Linked DNA regions of Bombyx mori: region 1 is linked to region 2. Evidence: chromatin contacts called from public Hi-C data. All regions are on one chromosome and are shown on one strand. The core of a region is the stretch at or near the end of the contact, and the rest is flanking DNA. Distances in the headings are between cores, read along the strand shown.

Region 1 (3,648 bases), core at 1,112-3,611, 40 kb before region 2:
TGATCGAGATTCCTAAATTTATTGCTGTTAAAGTGTTGTCGCACAAACGACTCATGAGAAAAATAACGAAATATGTATATGTACTTAAACACCGGGCGTCTTATCCTTTTGGTCACAACGACCTTAATTTTCTGATTCGTTTGAAATAATTTGCGCAATCATTTAATATCGATCGATGCTTTCTTGGGTTTTTTTTTTGGCGAAGTTGGGTAGTATAAGTTCACGGCCCACTACATGTTCTTAGGAGATGAGAATACACCTCTGCCTGTCGCCACATTGTAAAATAAGATTGGAGTATTAATTGTAGTGATATAATGAGGGGTCCTTCAACCCGAACGTTCTGTCGCGACTGAAATTGGCTGAATGAAGAAGAATTGGCTTTATCATCAGAAAGGCTTAGCATATAAATGGACCTTAAGATTGACATGTTTATATGGGACATAATCGTAATGTGAAGATATTTATTACGTTAGTAAAACATCAAATGAATGAATTTAATTTCATGCTCAATCTAAGCGTGTGATAATTTCACGAAAACCGAGTAACTACGGCTCATTCATAGATCACGAATTTCTCATAATTATTTAACGTTGTACATTAAACTTGCTCATTGTTTTATAATTACCATTCATTTTGATGGTTATTTCGCATTGTAAGATTGGAATCAGTTTGCTGATTCATTGTTAGTTTCTAATTTCATACAACTTCAAATGTCACAAATTTGCGTAATTGGTGATGGTAGGAATTAACTTATAATTACGGGTGCTGTATTATTCATTACCTATTGCCTATTTATGCCATGCTCGTGGTTTGAAGGGTAGGACAGCAGTTAAACACTTCTGTATTTGACCTCACGTGTTAAAGCGGATAGTGGCATTCAAGTTGCGATGTGTATGGGACTTACAACAGTAATAACTAATAATAATAATAAACTAAATAAATATTTATATAATAAAAAAGCACACTGCGTATAAAATGTAACTTTATATGTAGTTATTTCTACTTGATATTAAAACTCAAGACTCAACTCAGACTCGTGCCCGGAGCAAATCTATCTATGAAAATCTATATTTCGTTTATTTTTTCTTTCAATCAATGATTTTATGTTTAAAGGTAGAGTTAGTATTGTATACATGTAATATATCTATGAGATTTTCATGTAAGAGTTGTGTTTTCATTGTATTATTGATTATTCAGAAAATAACCGCTTGAATCAGTCTATTTATTCGAATATTTCACCAGATAATTTGGCGTTCTTTTCTAATGTAGATACTTTTTTTTTATTGCCCTTGGAGGCAGACGAGCATACGGCCCACCTGATGGTGAGTGGTTACCGTCGCCCATGGACTTCAGCAATTCCATACTGAAAATCCCTGGATATGTTAACCAGAAGAATGTCTCTCGAATACTCTCTAATAAATACCCTCGAAAGTGTTTCACGTCTTGAAATTGGGAACATGGCAAATATGTTTTTTAAGGGGTAAGAATTTTTTAGGTATACGAAAATAATTATTTCTAGTTTATTTTTCGAGAAGTTGCTTCAAAACGATCAATTTTTCTAATGAAAACATATTCCCTATTCAATTTAGCGATAACCTGACTTCCAAGTGTCACTCACTGTTAGACGACCCAGTTTCCATATATGTATGGAATATACGTAATGGAAAGACTTATTTGATCGCTGACCATGATTTAAAAAGTTTATCAAAATAACAGTTTTAAACATGTTCTATTATACATTTTACGACAATGTTATAGGCGAATGATTATTGAACAAAATATCAATTTAAAAGTTACATTGGCATGCTTTATTGTGTGTCGGAAAAGCTAGTGTTTATTGTTGAAAATAGATATTTCTAATATTGTAATTCAGTTGATCTGATTAGTAGATTTACCGATTTTCCAATAAAAAATAATTTATTCTAAATCTTAGTCGCACTTATGTATTTTGCAGTGATAGAAGTCGTCGAGGGATACACCCCTATACTCAATGAAGGCCGTTAGTTGCTTGTCACTTTATTTAGTGACGGCGGTTGATTTACACACCAATTGTCTGTATCCATTCAATTGACACTTGATCTTATTTGCCAATTTATCTAATAGAGACCTCATGAAAACTTGTACTCCTGAGAATAACAATGAAAAACTGATGTAAGGATCTGTGATATGTGAATAAAAAATAAAGTGATGAGTCTCCAAAGGGAAAGGAAACCAAAGTTTAATATGTGGAAAGCAATAATTCATAGAAAAAGAAAATACAGTGAGGTTTTAACATGTGAACACGAAACTTACGCCGCCCTAGCGTCGATGCAAGGAGGTAATGCTGCGACACTACCGCCATCTCTGGACGCGTTGCGAGCATGTAAGTAGTACTACTAGTCGATAATAGATGGCGTTTCATACAAGTACGTTTTGAACTACTCACGACAAAATAAATCAGCTCAGAGATACTAACCAGTTATAAAATACAAGGATAACAAATTGTTTACTTTGTTTTAGAACACAATGTTTGAAATTGACTATTTCGATACCTGACAACATAAAGCTTGGTTTATTCCTCCTCCTCCTTCAGTCGATCGCTCATTGCTGAGCATCGTGATGCGCCCGCCTGTGACCTTTTTTTGTAATTTGTAGCCACTTATGTCGGTCTGTGGCACAGTGAAGTGCGTGGCTCAGTCTCATGTCCAGACACTCAGACACTTGGTCACTCCATCTTTTTCGGCTACGACCTCTGGATCGTCTTCCATCCACTTTACCCGTCACTATGAGTCTCTCCAGGTTGTCAGAGGGTTTTCTTGCTATATGACCAAAGTATTGGAGCACTCTATATAGACATTTGGTGGATAGCCTCTGGTCAACTTTTAGCTCGTTGAGGATGGAAGCGTTCGTCCGGAAAGCCGTCCAAGGGATGCGCAACATGCGCCGCCAGCACCACATCTCAAACGCGTCTATGCGTCGCCTGTCAGACTCTTTCAAGATCCAGGTCTCAGCCCCATACAAAAAGATTAAGAAAACGAGCGTCTCAACAATTTGCACTTTCGTTTTCTTGAGTATGTTTCGATCTCTCCATATTTTGTTTAGCTGGCTCATAGCGGATTTGGCCATTCCGATGCGTCGCCTTATTTCGGTTTCCGATCCACCTCTATTGGAAATAATCGAGCCGAGGTACACGAAAGTCTTGACGATGTCGTATTGGCCAAGAATATTATTCTCGTTAAGGGTGCCGTATTTATCCACGATCATGATCTTTGTTTTGGACTGGTTGATCTTTAGTCCCATTTCCTCGCTAACTATAACCAGACGTCGCAGCAGCTCCTCCATTTCCTCTTCTGATGACGCCACTAATGTGGTATCATCAGCGTATCGTAAGTTCGAGATCTTTACGCCCCCAACTGTGACGCCACCATCCCACTCCTCTAGGGTTTTGCGCATTATGTATTCGCCATAGATGTTAAAAAGTATGGGCGAGACGATGCAACCCTGGCGCACTCCTTTCTCAAATCGGAACTCTCTTGATTGTGCTGGGCCGATCCGTACCGATTGGTTTATTCAGTGAACACAATAACTTGAAATTGCTCCTTGAGAGGACGAGGACAATTTGAAACTAAATGTAAAAAAAAATACAATAGTGTTGTTTCACTATTATTG
Region 2 (4,036 bases), core at 348-2,847:
TAATGTATTTTCTATATAACGTGTAACGATTTCAAGCATTAGTAGTTACAGTAAATGTCTCTACTGGTGGTAGAACCTCTTGTGAGTCCGCGCGGGTAGGTACCACCGCCCTGCCTATTTCTGCTTTGAAGCAGTAATGCGTTTTGGCTTAAAGGGTGGGGACAGCCGTTCTAACTATACTTGAGACCTTATAACTGATATCTCAAGGTGGGTGGCGCATTTACGTCGTAGAAGTCTATAGGCTCCAGTAACTACTTAACACCAGGCGGGCTGTGAGCTCGTCCACCCACCTAAGCAATTAAAAAAAAAGTATTAAATTGGCTTTCCATTGAGGCAAAATACTGTGTAGGTACTGTTGACGTAATTCACAATACACACAATTCATTCAATACATACAAATTTGCGTTAAGCGCTACTTAATAATACTCATTCAATATTTACATGCGATATGTACATAAGAAATCGTTAGTCCGATCTTGACATTGATTCTAGTTATAGGTATGTATGTTGTGAGCTATGAGTCAGACCGGAACACGAGAATTATATCTTGCACAGTTTGCTTATAGATACGAGATACAAAAGCGATGGTAATCGTTTATTTTTGCTATTTTCTTTAGTTGTTTTGGGTGATACGTGTATAATTAGGGCTCTGTGACGTCGGCTTAGAATATTTATTTATTATACTTCATGTAAAATTTACATTGGCGGACTTCCAGTCAACCGAATGTAGGGCAGAGTAAACAGTGGTAGGTGCAATGAAATTTATATTTAATTAAGGGCAATAAAAAAAAGGTTTTATTAATATTAAATATTCATTAAATTTAGGATCTGAATTAGGTACGTCGTGTAACTGTTTTAGTATTTAAGTCACGTCATGTATACAACAGTACGAAAGCGTGTCACGGCTTTACCGCACCTGTGCAAGCGTCCGCTTCCCGTGTTCCTGCATGCGAAGCCCCCTTTACCTACCGCTTCCGGCCTATTGTTCGGCCTATGGTTGATCGTTCAGCTGTTTGATTTAAGAATCGGTACATGCTAATTATACATTTTATTATAAAAAGCTGGAGACCGTAAACGCATTGATGCCTTTCGAGATGTGGTGCTGGAGAAAGATGCTCTGTATTCCGTGGTCACCACATCGGACTAAAGTGTGAATTTTGCAAAAAATACTGGTGGTATTGTTTACTGGTCGTAGGACCTCTTTTGAGTTTGCGCGGGTAGTTACCACCACCCCACCTATTTCTGCCGTAAAGCAGTAATGCGTTTCGGTTTGAAGGATGGGGCAGCCGTTGTAACTATACTTGAGACCTTAGAACTTATATCTCAAGGTGGGTGGCACATTTACGTCATAGATGTCTATGGGCTTCAGTAACCACTTAACACCAGGTGGGCTGTGAGATCGTCCACCCATCTAAGCAATAAAAAAAAGCTTATTGTAATTGTCGTTTCAATTGTACAATAAAGAATAACAATAGAACCAAGAGGTTTTGTTAATTACAGTCATCCGCTCATATTGCACTTCTGTGAATACTGTCAATCTACTACATCGTTATTATCGGTAGCTTGGCATCTTGTCGGGGGCTGGTTTTTTGTATGCGTAGTCCATTACGAACGGAAGCAAACCGGGTTCTGTCTGTACGTCCTGCGCATATCATTCGGGCTCTTTGTCATTCCGCACGAAATTCGAGTAAGACTGTGTATAAGAAGAATACCGTGCTAGTTTGTTCCGGCACATATCGTCTTCTCGCATTAAAACTGTATAATCTCAAAACTTATTAATTTTACAGGAGAGTTTTAAAGCTTTAACATGTGATATTTTTAATATTAATCATCTTTGTAACATCTATTTTTTATTTTTTACCAGTTATATTATCCGTCTTTTATAGTAAGAACTACGCTCTTTTGACAGTATTTATGTGAAAAATACTGGTGATAACAAATGATTCCGCATATTAACTCAATTTCGAATATTTTTGGAAATTGTACACTTTTAATGCGAAAAGATGATATATAAAGGCCTCAAAGCTCTTCGTTTAATTGAGTCGTCTATTATCAAAGTTGGCAATCTGTGCATTTGGACAAAAACATGTTAATGATATGTCAATACAGATTGATTTGAATATAATCGTCTCCTTCAAAGAATACGGTTCAAAACCTGCATTAAATAAAGGTTAATACTTAACCTGTTATTTATCTAAGATGTCGTTCAGAAGAGTTTTGTGACTGCCAATGGAATACAAAGTCAATAATTCGTTTTTCTGATTTACCAATAATTGTCCAAAAGTCACATTGCCGGCTTTGATAATAGTCGACTCAATTATCCAAATTATCGTATTTTTTACCTTGAAATCATTCGCAAACGAAGCATTGTGATCGTTGTAGGCACTGACTACTTTCACTAAGGTCGGCTAAATACCTACCTGAGAGCAATCAAAAATATAATTTAAAAAAAAGATCCATCGCATTGAAAAACTGGTTTTATTCAATCACAAACGCTTAATGCTTAAATTCTAGTTATTTTTCTGTAATTCTTTTTATGAGTGCCGTAGTAAAATCATAATTTGGAATGCACGTCAAATGATTACTTTTCATAGATTACTGTTAGTTTCTTTTGCCGTAGATTATCCATGCGGTCCAGCGTAGCGTGTCGTGTTCAATTATAAAGTAAATTGTGACAATTAGACCGTTTACTCCATTCGACTGAGCACTCGTTCGGTCTTGCGTGAGATCATTCATGAGCTCATCAAAATAATGTTTAAAGAAACGTTAAATTACAATATGTAACTACATAGTTTTGAACAAAAGTGTGAATAGTCTTTCTTTAATACGGTTTTCACGATATACATAATTAAAACTACTTTTACGGTTTAATCTCACTTTTTATTTATCGTTTTTAGCCGTGGACCGTGACCACGTAAAATATAGGTAACGTATACAAAATTTCGGAAATAATATAATAATGACATTAAAAACGCGAGATTAAACCGTAAGAGCAATTTTCATTCAGATGTCAGACGACAAAAACTAATAATACTCGTAATAATAAATCCGAAGTTAAACCTTAAAAGTGATTTTAAAAATGTATGAATGATAGTTAAATTTCTTTTAAAAAATCCTGATATAAATACAGCTGTGTGTGTAGACAGAGTTTATCCAATTTTATCATATCAAACGAGTGGTGAATTGTCCCGGACATTGCACTCTAGTCCACTATTTATACCACGTTCTTGGCAACATTCAACAGTTTTTGATGTACTGGTAGTTAATATTTTGTGAAGCGATTTGTGAATATTTTTTTTGTATTTTTTTTAAACTAAATTGTAAGCTGGATACAAACCTCAAAACCTGATACAATTTATGTTTGAAATTTTAAAAATAATGACGTTTTATTTGAACTAGAGGTCCCGCAGTAGTCGAAATTCGACTATAATTAATAGTAAGTTTGTACACTATTATGATTGTATTTTATACTTCTATAATCACAAATTTCGCCAAGAATACACTATAAAAAATATTAACAAAGACAAACAATATTTAATCTATTCTCAATTTGACACCACAGACGTCAAGAACAAAAGTTTGACAATAAATAGTATGCATGCGTGTGTGCGTCAAAAAAATGGTATGTAGTGTGTGTAATGTTTTCTTTATTGATTTAATGTATCTTTTACGGATTATTTAAAAAAAAAATTAGCATTGTGCACTTCTTCTCTATATTCTCTATAAGAGTGGAAAATTTCATACTCCTCCGTCCGCGCAATTTTCGTAAAAAGGGATACAAAGTTTTTGCTTCACGTATTAATTATTTGAATAACGTAGCAGCGTGTTCACAAACACCTTTTTTAATTTGATTTACATTTTAAGTTAATAGCAGAGTACGGTCGCAGCTCGCTATCGGTATAGTATTTGAAAACTATGTCACACACAGGAAGTGATAGTTTACATGCAAATTGCTACACAGCTGATAGCGCAGCTTACACTCTAATCTACATAATTGTTCCATAATTTATGTTCGCATTTTTTTTTCTGCTACATG

The links. Hi-C and Micro-C count contacts between places; a contact is called where the count stands out from the background.
Region 1: a Hi-C map of whole pupa shows a contact between it and region 2, with 3 times the contacts expected there. The contact joins two enhancer-like sites. A contact is called at or near these places in 3 of 7 Hi-C or Micro-C datasets (middle silk gland and whole pupa).

The regions. Positions count from the first base shown.
Region 1 is chr15:5,254,429-5,258,076 of ASM3026992v2, reverse strand. The region is part of intron 4 of LOC101738176 (ras GTPase-activating protein raskol); the gene reads left to right. Among protein-coding and RNA genes, the nearest start is that of LOC134200270, 21 kb to the right of the region's middle. Within about 2 kb of position 2,361, at least 7 of the 8 cell types and tissues checked have open chromatin away from gene starts, as enhancers often do.
Region 2 is chr15:5,213,107-5,217,142 of ASM3026992v2, reverse strand. All of the region lies in intron 4 of LOC101738176 (ras GTPase-activating protein raskol), which reads left to right. Among protein-coding and RNA genes, the nearest start is that of LOC134200270, 20 kb to the left of the region's middle. Within about 2 kb of position 1,597, at least 4 of the 8 cell types and tissues checked have open chromatin away from gene starts, as enhancers often do.